4 separate regions of the Drosophila melanogaster genome follow, and all the other regions are linked to region 1. The links are chromatin contacts, called in public Hi-C and targeted proximity ligation maps. All regions are on one chromosome and are shown on one strand. The core of a region is the stretch at or near the end of the contact, and the rest is flanking DNA. Distances in the headings are between cores, read along the strand shown.

The links. A called contact is a pair of places that touch in the nucleus more often than the background predicts.
Region 2: a contact with region 1 is called in a Hi-C map of the Kc167 cell line, with 7 times the contacts expected there. A contact is called at or near these places in 20 of 107 Hi-C or Micro-C datasets (the Clone 8 cell line, the Kc167 cell line, the ML-DmBG3-c2 cell line and 8 more) and 4 of 7 datasets of targeted methods (the Kc167 cell line and the S2 cell line).
Region 3: a contact with region 1 is called in a targeted proximity ligation map of the Kc167 cell line, with 9 times the contacts expected there. A contact is called at or near these places in 9 of 107 Hi-C or Micro-C datasets (the D17-c3 cell line, the Kc167 cell line, the S2 cell line and 2 more) and 5 of 7 datasets of targeted methods (the Kc167 cell line and the S2 cell line).
Region 4: a Hi-C map of the Kc167 cell line shows a contact between it and region 1, with 2.0 times the contacts expected there. A contact is called at or near these places in 6 of 107 Hi-C or Micro-C datasets (the D17-c3 cell line, the Kc167 cell line, the OSC cell line and 2 more) and 2 of 7 datasets of targeted methods (both in the Kc167 cell line).

Annotation. Positions count from the first base shown.
Region 1 is chr2L:12,973,029-12,975,728 of dm6, reverse strand. It overlaps Vha68-2 (Vacuolar H[+] ATPase 68 kDa subunit 2), which reads right to left and starts at 1,407. Exons shown (of 5, transcript NM_001273496.1): 1 at 1,286-1,407; 2 at 17-115. The coding sequence starts at 92.
Region 2 is chr2L:12,821,477-12,824,381 of dm6, reverse strand. It overlaps kek1 (kekkon 1), which reads left to right and starts at 1,595. Exons shown (of 1, transcript NM_078835.3): 1 at 1,595-2,905. The coding sequence starts at 2,722.
Region 3 is chr2L:12,720,367-12,723,140 of dm6, reverse strand. Pih1D1 (PIH1 domain containing 1) reads left to right here and starts at 1,298. Exons shown (of 5, transcript NM_135746.5): 1 at 1,298-1,488; 2 at 1,579-1,690. The coding sequence starts at 1,420. MRP (Multidrug-Resistance like Protein 1) reads right to left here. Exons shown (of 13, transcript NM_001316390.1): 2 at 657-786; 3 at 1-582. The coding sequence starts at 710.
Region 4 is chr2L:13,164,239-13,167,336 of dm6, reverse strand. Sirt1 (Sirtuin 1) reads right to left here and starts at 1,773. Exons shown (of 2, transcript NM_058003.4): 1 at 137-1,773. The coding sequence starts at 1,346. It overlaps DnaJ-H (DnaJ homolog), which reads left to right and starts at 1,265. Exons shown (of 4, transcript NM_165025.2): 1 at 1,265-1,861; 2 at 2,414-2,512; 3 at 2,575-3,021. The coding sequence starts at 2,444.

The sequences.
Region 1 (2,700 bases), core at 158-2,657:
ATAGTTAGGTGCTTACCAGGACCGGAGACAGCGAAGACACGTCCATATTTGGACTCACGCTCCTCATCATCGAAACGCTTAAGGTTGGACATTTTGCTTTATTCTGTTTTTTCGACTGCAATGGAGGGAAAATAGAAGAGGAAAATTGTTAAATGCTGGCTGCAAAAGGGCGAAGATAAAGGTGAACATTTTCTTATCACTAATTTCTTGCTCAGCCCTCTGTCAGCTGACAAGGGGCAGGTGTATCTGCTACATTTACAGGTTAAGTTTTTGTAGAGCCCACAGCTCCCAAATTTTTCGATTATAGGTTATAAAGTTGTAGGTTAGCAGCTAATAATTTCGATTGATTTAATTATTTTTTTTTTAACTCCCCCTCTTTGATTATGCTGCGTAAAACTTTAAAAGCAGAGCTTTCGTTTCACGTGACAGAGCTTTGAAAGTTCGAAGAGAGCAATTTGTCAAACTAATCGCTAAATAAATAAAATAAGAGCTGTGAAAAAACAACCACAGGTTGACAAATTCAACGGAGGAATGTAACTGAAATGCATGTTTTTCAAAATATGCGGGTTTTCATAATTATCAGCAAAGAAAAACAAGAGAGGGTGGAGTGGGAGAGCAACTCTCCGCTCTGGCTCTCTCGCTCTCCATTCGAGTTCGAATATTTGACAATTGCTTTTGACGTTGATCACAAGACTACTGTCATTGCCGTCAGCTGACAAATGAAAAAAAAGTGGGTAAGGGAAATGGTAAAAATCTTTGGGCCGCCTTTTTTACGTCGCTCGTTCTCCATATTGGTTTTTCATTATCGGAATACGAATAACTCCCACTTCTGTTTCGAGTTTCGAAATGGGAGAGCAAGCGAGCGCAAGAGCGGCGGCGATCACAAGACCCGCGGTGCGACAGGGATGGAGCGAACACGGGGAAGGGGGTCAGCTGACAAGGCAAAATAATTTTCCACGCGCAAATTTTCACGTTTTCATACCGCACTTTTTCAAGCTCCTTGGAAAACTAATTGATATTCGGCTTTTTTAGGGATTATTTTACTCAAGTGTGGACTTGTGCTGCACTTATTATCTAACACACTTGCAGTCTGTGTGCGTGTTTTCGCTCTGCGCTTTGATCGCTGCTTCGTCACTTTTTCGGGGCGAATTCAAGACGGATTTCAATGCCGCTTTCTTTCGCTAATTGTTTAAATCGCCCAGAACCGTCTTCCAGCCATTCCATTATTTATTGTTACTTATTTGCTTTGGGTGGGTGTGTGTGTTGGTGGGGGGGAAGGGCTTACTTTGCTGTGTCTTCGCGTTCACCTTGCGAACGTGTGATTGCTGCTTTTCTCCAACAGAACGAACTAAAACCGACTGAGCCGCAGAAATAAAACGTCGACGCTCGCACTTCGAAAAGCTCTCTACCGCGATTCGATTTCGATTTCGACCCGTGTGATCGCGAGCTTTCCGCGGCGAGCTTGCAAGCGAAGTTGTGAGCTGATATCGAGTGCGAGCGAAGCTTTCGCCAATCGATGTGCGGAAGCGAGATGGAGCGAAAGAGAGCTAAAGAGCGGGTGGGGTCACACTGGCTTAAAGAAGTTCGTGGGTTGATTCTGAAGTTTTGGGAGTAAACGGGATCTTTTCAAAGTTGCTAATATCCAATTATTTTAAGTCCATTTTAAGTCCTCGATGATCAATCGGTCCAAATTAAACAATCATTTTCTTAGCTGCTTATAAAATCAATAATTAATTTGACACTGTATAAACGAGGAATATATAGCTTAAATACAAAACCTGCCATTGTATAGTGTTAAGTGCTCTCAATAAAAATGGCAATCAATTAGATTCCCATTTAAATGTCCAAAAAATGCAATTTTAAACTAATCAATTGTGGAAATTGGCCGGTGCGAGGGTAGACTAATAAGTTCACTAAAGCGCAACAACACGCCGTTAGCAATTATTTTAAAATGTTTATTTATCGTCGTTTCCCCTTTTTTTTTTATTACCATTTTAAGTAAAAAAAAGAAACTGACAGCGGTGGCAAAAACTTTGATTAAAATCCGCATCGTAAAAAGGTATTTGCCAATGATTTAAGTTTTTGCTGCCCTGCCCCTTTGTTTTTTATCCATTATTCTATCTTCCGTTCTTCTAGTTAGGATTCCACGCTTTCCCCACTTTTTTTTTGTGCTGTAGTAATCAATGAGAATGGAGCAGCGAAAAAGTTAAGATTAACCCGATCAGATTGTTTTTATGCTCTTGCGAATATACTTTTTTAACATAAAATAAATAGCACAATATGCAGCGATTATCAGATTTCTTTAAGTGGATTCTCCTTATTTAAAGAGGAAAACGAATGTGCTAATTGAAAATATTGAGAAATTCGCATAACCAAACTATATGTTTATAAGAAGTTTAATGTTTATATAACTTAACCATTTAATTTGTTTTTTATTATATTATTATCTTAGATATTTTACATGTGAGTGTAACAACATAATTGTACTTCTTTTAAATCATAATATGGCTAGAAAACCTCATTTAAATATTTTAGTTCTTGAGTCCATGCTAGTTTTTTTTTCAGTGTCGCTGCACTCAGCTTGATTTAGCTAAATTTTCGGATTGCAGTCAGCAAAAGTGGCAACTACAACGCAAAGCCATGCTAACATAGAAGTCGAACAGCGAAAGCCTCTATGTTCCCGAGATGCGAAGGATACGA
Region 2 (2,905 bases), core at 346-2,845, 150 kb after region 1:
TCTGGCCCCTCGGGCTAATTAGTTTGAGCTCTTCTCATTCCCATTCCCATTCCCAATCCCAGTCCCAGTCCCATTCCCAGTGTTGACTATGGTTCGGGTACTGGTTTGAGTTCTGGTTCTGGAGCATCATTAAACTAAGCGGAGATAGTTTTTTGCGACCGGATCGGTCGACATGAGAGCTCTTTCACTATGCAAACCGATCTTGAATGAACGAGCCGGCCATAAAATCATCACATTGTGAAATTTGTGCACAGTGTGCACTGCACACCATGCAGCTCCAGCCAATTCATTCAGTTTAGCTTCAGTATCTCGTATCTGGCGGAAGTGACTCATTCGGTCAAGACTGAAATTACGCCGCACTCGACTGGCAAAGCCAGGCAAAGAAAAGACAAGCGAAGCGAAGTCGCCTTTTTTCAGCTACTCATTCGTCTTGCCGGCTGCAAGCTTAGCAGTTCTTTTTGTTGTTTAGCACTGAAAAAATGTATGGTAAACTGTGATTTCAACTCACAACTTTTAAATTAAGTCAATGGAATATTCAAGCATGAAAAGACATATATATATTGTTACAAATGTGTAATAAATGTGGTATGTATGATATTATAATACAAACTAAAATTTATAATACATTTATTAAATTATTTATTTATTTAAAATAAGCGAAACCTATTTTTACGAATATGATGGAAGGAACTTGAAGTATCATTAATTTTAGCAAGTTGCTATTATTTTCTTTTCGTGTACTGCTTTCTTTTAATTTGACTTCTTTTTTGGGTCTGTTTTTGTTTTTGATTGACTGTAGGTGCGGAGGTGAAGCGGGGGCCTCGATGAATGGGAATAAGGAATGGGAATGGCGAGTTAGGAACACCCAAAGTACATTCAAACACTGTAAACAGACTCCACAAATTTGTAAAACATTTTCAAGACGTGTTAGTTAGTCGGAAAGGTATCTTCTTTGGGAAAATAAAGAATTTCGAAAGCTGATTAGAATTCTATATGGTGGTAAATTAATGTTATTTATGACTTAGCTGTCAAAATGCTTAAAAACAAAAAAACAATTGCATTTCCAAGTATTTTAAGCTCGACGAGGCCACAATATAAATTGTGTTCTTGGCGGATAAGAGTTGGGCCTTTGTACGTTTAATCAAAGTCTGCATTCTTCATAAATTTTCTACTTCAAGGAATTCCTTATTATTACCGCAACCACAGCTAATATTATTATAAAGTACAACAAAACAGGTCGGGCCAATTAAATGCGATTTAATGATGTCATGCGATCGGCCCACGGATGTTTATTTATACCGCATAAATCCTTGTTTATACTGCGCGAAGCCAATTCGAGATTTTTACAACGGAGGCGTGTGTAATATAATCCTTTCAACCGATTCGGCAGTCCCCACATGTTGCATGCGAATGTTGCGAAACGGTTGCGGCAACACACGACCATTCTCTCTGTCTGCTTTCTCCGTTTTGTCCGCTCGCGAGCCGAGCGGCAGAAGAGCAACCGAAGTTACTTCGGCGGCGGCCGAGTGGCAAAGCGACTGCGGAGGCTTTGATTGAAATCGAAGAAGCTCAGTTCAGTTCAAGTCGATGTACGCTGCCGAGCGGTTGCGTCGTTCCCGCTGTAGCTGTCGCTGTCGTTGTGTGTGTAAGAGTGCCGCTGGAGTGTGTGTCTGTGTGTGAGAGTACCGCTAGCCAGGACACACCGTTATTTTGTGCAGTGAAAACAATTGCCAGTGTGTGCAATGGCAATGGGCACAATCAATGCCTAGATCACAACTCATCGCGCCGCCCTCGCTCCAAAAATCCAATTCAAACACCATCCCCTTTCGCGTGGACCGAGGTTCGCTCGTAGCGCAAACGAAAACGAAACCGAAAACGACGAAAAAACGCGATGCGAATTAAAGCTTTGCGTGGCAAAATGTGCTAACCGAAGCAACAAAACAAACCAACCATTAAAAAAAAAAGAAATAAGAAAATATACATACATATTATATATACACATGTATGAGCAGCACGTGAAGAGGAAAAAATCCAGAATAGCTGAAGGAAAATTGCGTAGAAAAAGAATAATAGAAAAAACAGCCAGGGAAATACGAATTTCGTTGGCCGAAAAATAAAAACGATTATCATCCAAACGAGTGTGCCAGTGTGTGTGTGTGTGCGAGTGAGAGAGCGCGCGTGTGTGTGCGGGAGCTAGCCCTATAAATAACATTGGGTCTGGGCGAGCGCTAATTACGGCAAAACATGAAAATCTTGGCGAAAACCGCAGCAACAACAAGTGAAGCCAAGGCGGCAATTAATCAATTTTCCGCTTGACCCATAAGGAAGTTTCCATATCATAATTAAAAGAGGGGCGCAGAAAAACGAAGGATACAATCGCACGAAAGTAAGAGCAAAAGGTCAACCCAACGAAACATATCCTTGAGTTACGCAAAAAGTAATGCAAAATCTATATAAATTTAAACGAGAACTGGAAACGTTTCCATATCAACACAGGACACATCAACTAGTTTAAATCAGAAACTAACTCAGATAAAAGAATAAAATATCATAAACAAATTAAAAAACTTACAAAAAGACCGATGTATTCGTGTGAAAATCGTTAACTCATCATATCATAACTAAAACAACTGAAACCCCCATGATATTGCTAATCGCAAATAAACACTGGGCTTTGGCCTAGAACGCTCAACTAGAAGACTTAAAGAAAAATCCAGGAAAATGCATATCAGGGAAGCAGTTTTCCTGGTCCTCACCCTGCTGCCTGGAATGATCCTGGGCACTCGCTACAATCAGCTGCATCTGTATGCCAATGGAGGAGCATCGTCATCGGGCCCTGGAGGCTACAGGCCCGCCCCCTCGTCCCAGAACGAGGTGTACTCCATAGCGGACAGCCAGCCGATGA
Region 3 (2,774 bases), core at 49-2,548, 250 kb after region 1:
GGGCATTCCGTCCGCGAAGCAGTTCAGGATCAGCATAATGCTGGTGAAGGTGAAGAAGATAAAGAAGCTAACGAACTGATACTCCTCCCAGGAAAAGTCCTGCTCGGATGGCTGTTGCGAATTCAGAATCTTCTGGCGCTCCGCGTCCAGTCGAACTTCAGTGCGGCAGCGGGGAATCGACAGCACAGTGAGCAGGAACCAGAAGATGAACTGACATCCCGTGGTCTGCACGCCATACTTTCGATTCAGCGGGATGAATATGAAGAGCAACAGGAAGGTGGCGAACTTGATGATGGGACCCCAAACATCCAGGTCGTAGAGCGGCAGCTCAGAGTCGCCGCCCTTCTTGACCAGCGCCATAATTAGGTCCAGGGCAGTGATTACCAGCAGACCCAGATTCACCAGAGCTTTGCTCACGTTCAGCTTGTTCCACGGTATATTCCTGTCCAAACTCGCCTTCAGGTAGTAAAAGTCAAAGATCACGAACGCCCAGTAGAAGGCGCAGGGTGTCCAGACCAGCGCCGTTTGCTCAAAGCAGGGCGTAAAGTCCGGATCGTTGGTATACCATGTCTCTGTTGCGTTCTGTTCGTTGGACACACGGAAACCATACATTTACACTATGCATTCGGATTGAACACCACTGCTGATGCACTCACCCAGAACGTGGATCCGCAGAATCTGTCCATCGGCGAACTAGTGTCATCCGCCATGGTTACTCGACTGCTCGGCAACCTCCTCCACGTGCAATTGGGCTATATGCGTATGCTATATCGGGCGATGTGGTAACTGTAAAGCGGCAAGGAAATAAACGGATCTATATTTTCGGGCCAACAGCTGTTCCTTCCCAAGCCGCACAACTACAACAACCGCTAATCGTGACAGTGGGAAGTTGATTGCTAGTATTTTTCTGGTATTTCGCGGGCACAGTGGGTGTCGGATGGAAAATGAGTGTATAATTCTGCACTGCGTGTTATTTTAATTGTTTATATTGATTTAAGTGAAACTTGTAATTTTTGTACATAAATTATTAAAATACATTTGCTTGGAAAACTTAGTAGAAGCAAGTAGAAATCAATTGCATTTGCAACAGCAAAAATACAAATGAATTTCTTAAATTTGGATTAAGCTTTTAAAGTTTCATATAGAAATTCATAGCAATTATTCTCGAAAATTCTTGTCATTTACTTTTTATTAATGAGCACCCTGTACAGGGAAAACGCCTATCTAGTATTTTTAGCCTATCGCATGGCATTAAATGTTTTTCCACCGGCGTTCACACTGTCACATTAGTTTTCATTTCAATCGAGTTGACAGCTCCATTCTGGCAAATAAAATTTGCGTTTTTCGCTCGTCGCTCAGCGCAAAAATAGCATTTGCATTGGATTAACTCGTAACTGGCAATTGAAATCGTGCAGCAAAATGTCGCGTCGTTCCAATTTCATTGAGGGCAACGACAATTTTCGCGACCAGAACCTGCGCTTTGTGCGGGTAAGCAAAACTTGAGAAATTCGATGTGAGGAACTATCTGCGCCACTAAAGATGAACTTGTTTTTTTTTTTTTTCATTTTCTAAATGCAGAACGAGTTTGAGGACAATATTAACCAGTACTTTGGAGGCGCCGATCCGGAGGGCAGCGGCCCGCAGCAGAAACCGCCGCCGCGAGACTCGCTGATTGTCCAGCCGACCGCAGGTAAGTGGCGTCCATTGCAACAGCCGGAGCTTCACATGGCACAGCAATCGCTGCCGGTGGCGCGGAGAATCTAACCGGAGATTACAGCCAGCTAGTAGTAGGCATGACTCTGGGTTTATGGTCTACTTAGCACTTGTGTGTGCACAGTAATCTCTGCGAGCGCGGAACCATGTCAACCTGATAAACATCTCACGTCGACGTCGATTGCGCGTAATCGCTCGGGGTGGTACAGTGAACCCGCGATAAGGCGAACAAACGCACGCGAATGGAACACGTCATAGGACAGAAAAACCCATCCTAACGAATCTTCGACAAGACTTTAAAAACCAATTACGAATATTGAAAACATATCCGAATTACTTGTATTTAAAATTGAATCAATTGCTCTAAATTTTTTAATTAATTCCGTAAGTTAACTATAGTTTGTGCACACTTTTTGTATATTCAAATTTCCAATCTTTTAATGGTTATTAATTAGTATTTTGCACTTAACTATTGGATAATTCGTCAAAACAAAGGCAAAAAATCAATTATCCAAACAAATCAGTTTAATTCCTATGCACACTATTATTTGACAAACTATCTATCGTATTGAAACAAAAAGAGGGTTGAGCGGGTAGTTAGTACGAAGTTTTGTAATCTAGCCGTCGTTATTGTGCGCTACGGCAGTTAAGTGTTTACATGTCCAGGGCCACTTGGAGGAAGGTCTAATCGCGCCCACTTGAAACGATAGTTTATAGTCCAGCGAGATTGTACAATGCCAATGACAAATGAGCGACTAAAACGTGTTTCCCCGCCTCGAAGAAGAACTAATTTACACAGAGATACACACAACTAAAAAGAAGGAATGAGAAACTTTAAGCGAATCTTGAACGGAGCTCATAAAAGGTATTGGGCTAGTCACATTTTATGGGCGCCAAAAACTTGTTTGCCCCGTACACGCATGTGTTTTAAGCCATTTGACTTTAGATAAAATTCTAACACATCTGAAACGAGTATTTTCAGTTCGATATAATTAACGGCGAAACCTGTTCCCGCAGCGATTATATAAGCACAAAACAATCGGCAGAAAAAACCCCCTTAC
Region 4 (3,098 bases), core at 524-3,023, 190 kb before region 1:
ATAGCGTTACTTTGTATTTTCAATAGTTTATCTCTTAAATAAACACTTCTTTTGATCGTCGAATTTGAAATTCTTGCATTTATTTTACCAAGGCTATTGATAATATATAATAAATCTGTATAAAAATGGCACCTACCCTCGCCGAAAAAGACGATATCCGGCTTCATGATGCCGTTCTCGACCAGTTGGCGCAGCTCCTCCTCAGTAACGGCCACCGAGGCATCCACGCTCTGCTCCTTATTGGGCTGGCACTGCGGGCACACCGGAATTCGCTGGGCAAATATGTCCGCCCGCAGGGCGTCAGCGTTGCACTTGAAACGACACTTGGTGCACGAGGCCGTTGAAAAGGAGCCGTGACACTCGATTACTCGCTGAATGCCTGCCACCCGCTCGAGGGTGTCGATGTTCTGTGTGTAGTTGCGCAACAGTTTGCCCTTGGTCTCCAGCATTTTGATGAAACGATGGCAGGGTGAGGGCTGAAACTCGCCGGGATATATCTCGCGGGCAAACTTGTAGAACGGTCGTGGATCCCTCTTGAAGTAGTTGATATCAAACATGGCCTGCGGATCGGGCAGATCGGGAAAATCATGGGCCAATCGCGCATATATGCCATTGGTGGACCGGAAGTCCGGAATGCCGCAGGAGACGGATACTCCGGCTCCCGTTAGCACAATGATCTTCTGTGATTTCTTGACCAAACTGATGACATCGTCGAAGGTGTTCACTGAGGCCAGCTTGTTGCGCCGCTTCGGCTCGTTCAACAGGTGGGCCAAATAGTCCCACAGCACGGAGTCGTCGGTGTCGCCCGCCAGGCCGGTGGCGAAATGCGGCATAATGCTGGCAATAACCTGGCGCGGCACACGACCTGTGTAAAATTCTCGTTGCAACCAGCGCAGCTTCCAGTCGGGTTCCACGGATGAGGAGCAATTTGAGCTGGAGTCCTCATCCTCGTTGCTCGTTCCGGTGATTCCCTCCTCGTCGTCCTCCTCCTCCTCCTCATCGTCCTCTTCCTCCTCCTCCTCGTCATCTTCATCCTCGCCCATTGACTTTGTGGGATTTTTGGTTTTATGCTCCAAATTGGCGCCAATCTCTTGTTCTTCCCTGGCAGCCAATGTTTTTGTTTTGATTTCACCATTTGCTTTGCCAGCAAGTTCGCTTGTTGCTGGTTCTGTGGTTGTTGCTGTTGCTTCTGCCTCTGCCTCTGCCTCTGTTGACGTTGAGGCCAGAATTTCCGCGCCAAAATCAAACTTAGTTGGCGGATAGAATTGCGTAGTGTCTGGCACCTGGTTGCCCAGATCTTTAGACCTAATGTGGCCCAGGCGAATTTCCTCGTAATTTTCCATCATTTTTTCCGAACCCAAGCGCGCGCACACGCGCACACACACAGACTCACGGAGAGAAAACTCTCGTAGTTGGTGCTGTTGCTGGCTCTTCTTCTTCTTGCGCGAGTGTTTCCTCGGTCTCTCCGCTTTGCGCTCTCGCCTCGTCCGTTTTCTCCGCTCTTTCGTTGGTACACACAAAAATTTTTACGTCGTCAGCTTCGCACCCATTTGGCTTGATTGAAAAAATTCTCCAGCGATCGTTTGGCCGCGATTTTTTCAACCAACCCGACTTTATTTCACGTATATGCACGAAACTTAAATTTTAAAAAAATTTCGACACCATTTGGTTGCGATTTTTTCGTAATTTTCGAGCGTAGTTTCTGGAAAATTTTCCGATGAAAAAAGCAAGATGGCACACGTAGCTGCGCCTGTGTGTGTATGTGGGCTGGCAGACGTGATTCGGGTGGGACCCTGACACGTCGTGTGGAAAGTGCTAACGCGTTTCTGCATGGAAAGTGCCGCCAGCATGACTCATCACGGTATGTTTTTAGTATTTTTTGGGATTTTTGAGGGTGATTACGTGTTGCTACAGTGGCCACTGCCTTATGTCATATCTAATTTAATCCATTTCTTTAAAAACTGTTTAAAATATATCAATAATTTGTCAAAAAGTTAGTAAAATTAATTTTAAATTATGCTTCGAACTTTAATTTTAGCACTCTTTTACTTATCAAATTTACTCGATATTTAAACAATTAAGTAAAAATAATTTTTTTGTCCAATATTTACACATTTCATAGTAGTATTATAAATTGATGTATTGATAATATGCAGTTCATATGTCCAAAAACTTCCATCAAGCTGTTAAATACAAAAATGTGTAAACAGATTTCCAGAACGTTCCAGCAAGTGTCTACTGTTCCCCAAAAAAGCTGCGATTTTAAGTATTTATTTGGTACTTTCCCCAAAATTATAGGTTTTTGGTAGAACTTGGGCATACTTGTTAGCCAATATGACTTGAAAATATTGTCATAAATACATTGTTAAATAATTTAATAAGTCGTACACTTACAATGTACAAAATATTTTAGTTTGTAGGGGGACTGGGGATGCAATAGGAAATGGACAACCTAAATTTATACGACGTTCTTAAAGTGGCTCCGGATGCAACTGATGAGGAAATAAAAAAGGTATGTAACAGTTCCAATTCGATATGTTGGTAAATAGTTTGTATTCACCTTTTCACCAATAGAACTACCGAAAATTGGCAAAAGAGTTCCATCCAGACAAGAATCCCGATGCGGGCGACAAGTTTAAAGAAATATCCTTCGCCTACGAAGTGCTGTCCGATCCCGAGAAGCGGCGCATCTACGACCGATATGGATTGAAGGGCCTGCAAGAGGGCGCCGAGGGATTCTCTGATGCCTCCGAATTCTTCGCCCAGTGGTTCCCCTTCGATCGAGTCTCGTCCGAAGGTCGGGGCAGGCGCAATGGCAAAGTCGTGGTAAAAGTGGAGCTGACCCTGGAGGAGATCTACGTCGGCGGCATGAAGAAGAAGGTGGAGTACAATCGCCAGAAGCTGTGCTCCAAGTGTAACGGCGATGGCGGTCCCAAGGAAGCGCACGAGAGCTGCGAGACCTGCGGCGGAGCTGGACGAGCGGCCGCATTTACCTTCATGGGTCTCAGCCCCTTCGATACGGTATGTAAGAATTGATTGTAGTTGTAGTGAATGCACACCGCGGACCACACATCCGTGGAGATCCCATATACCACACT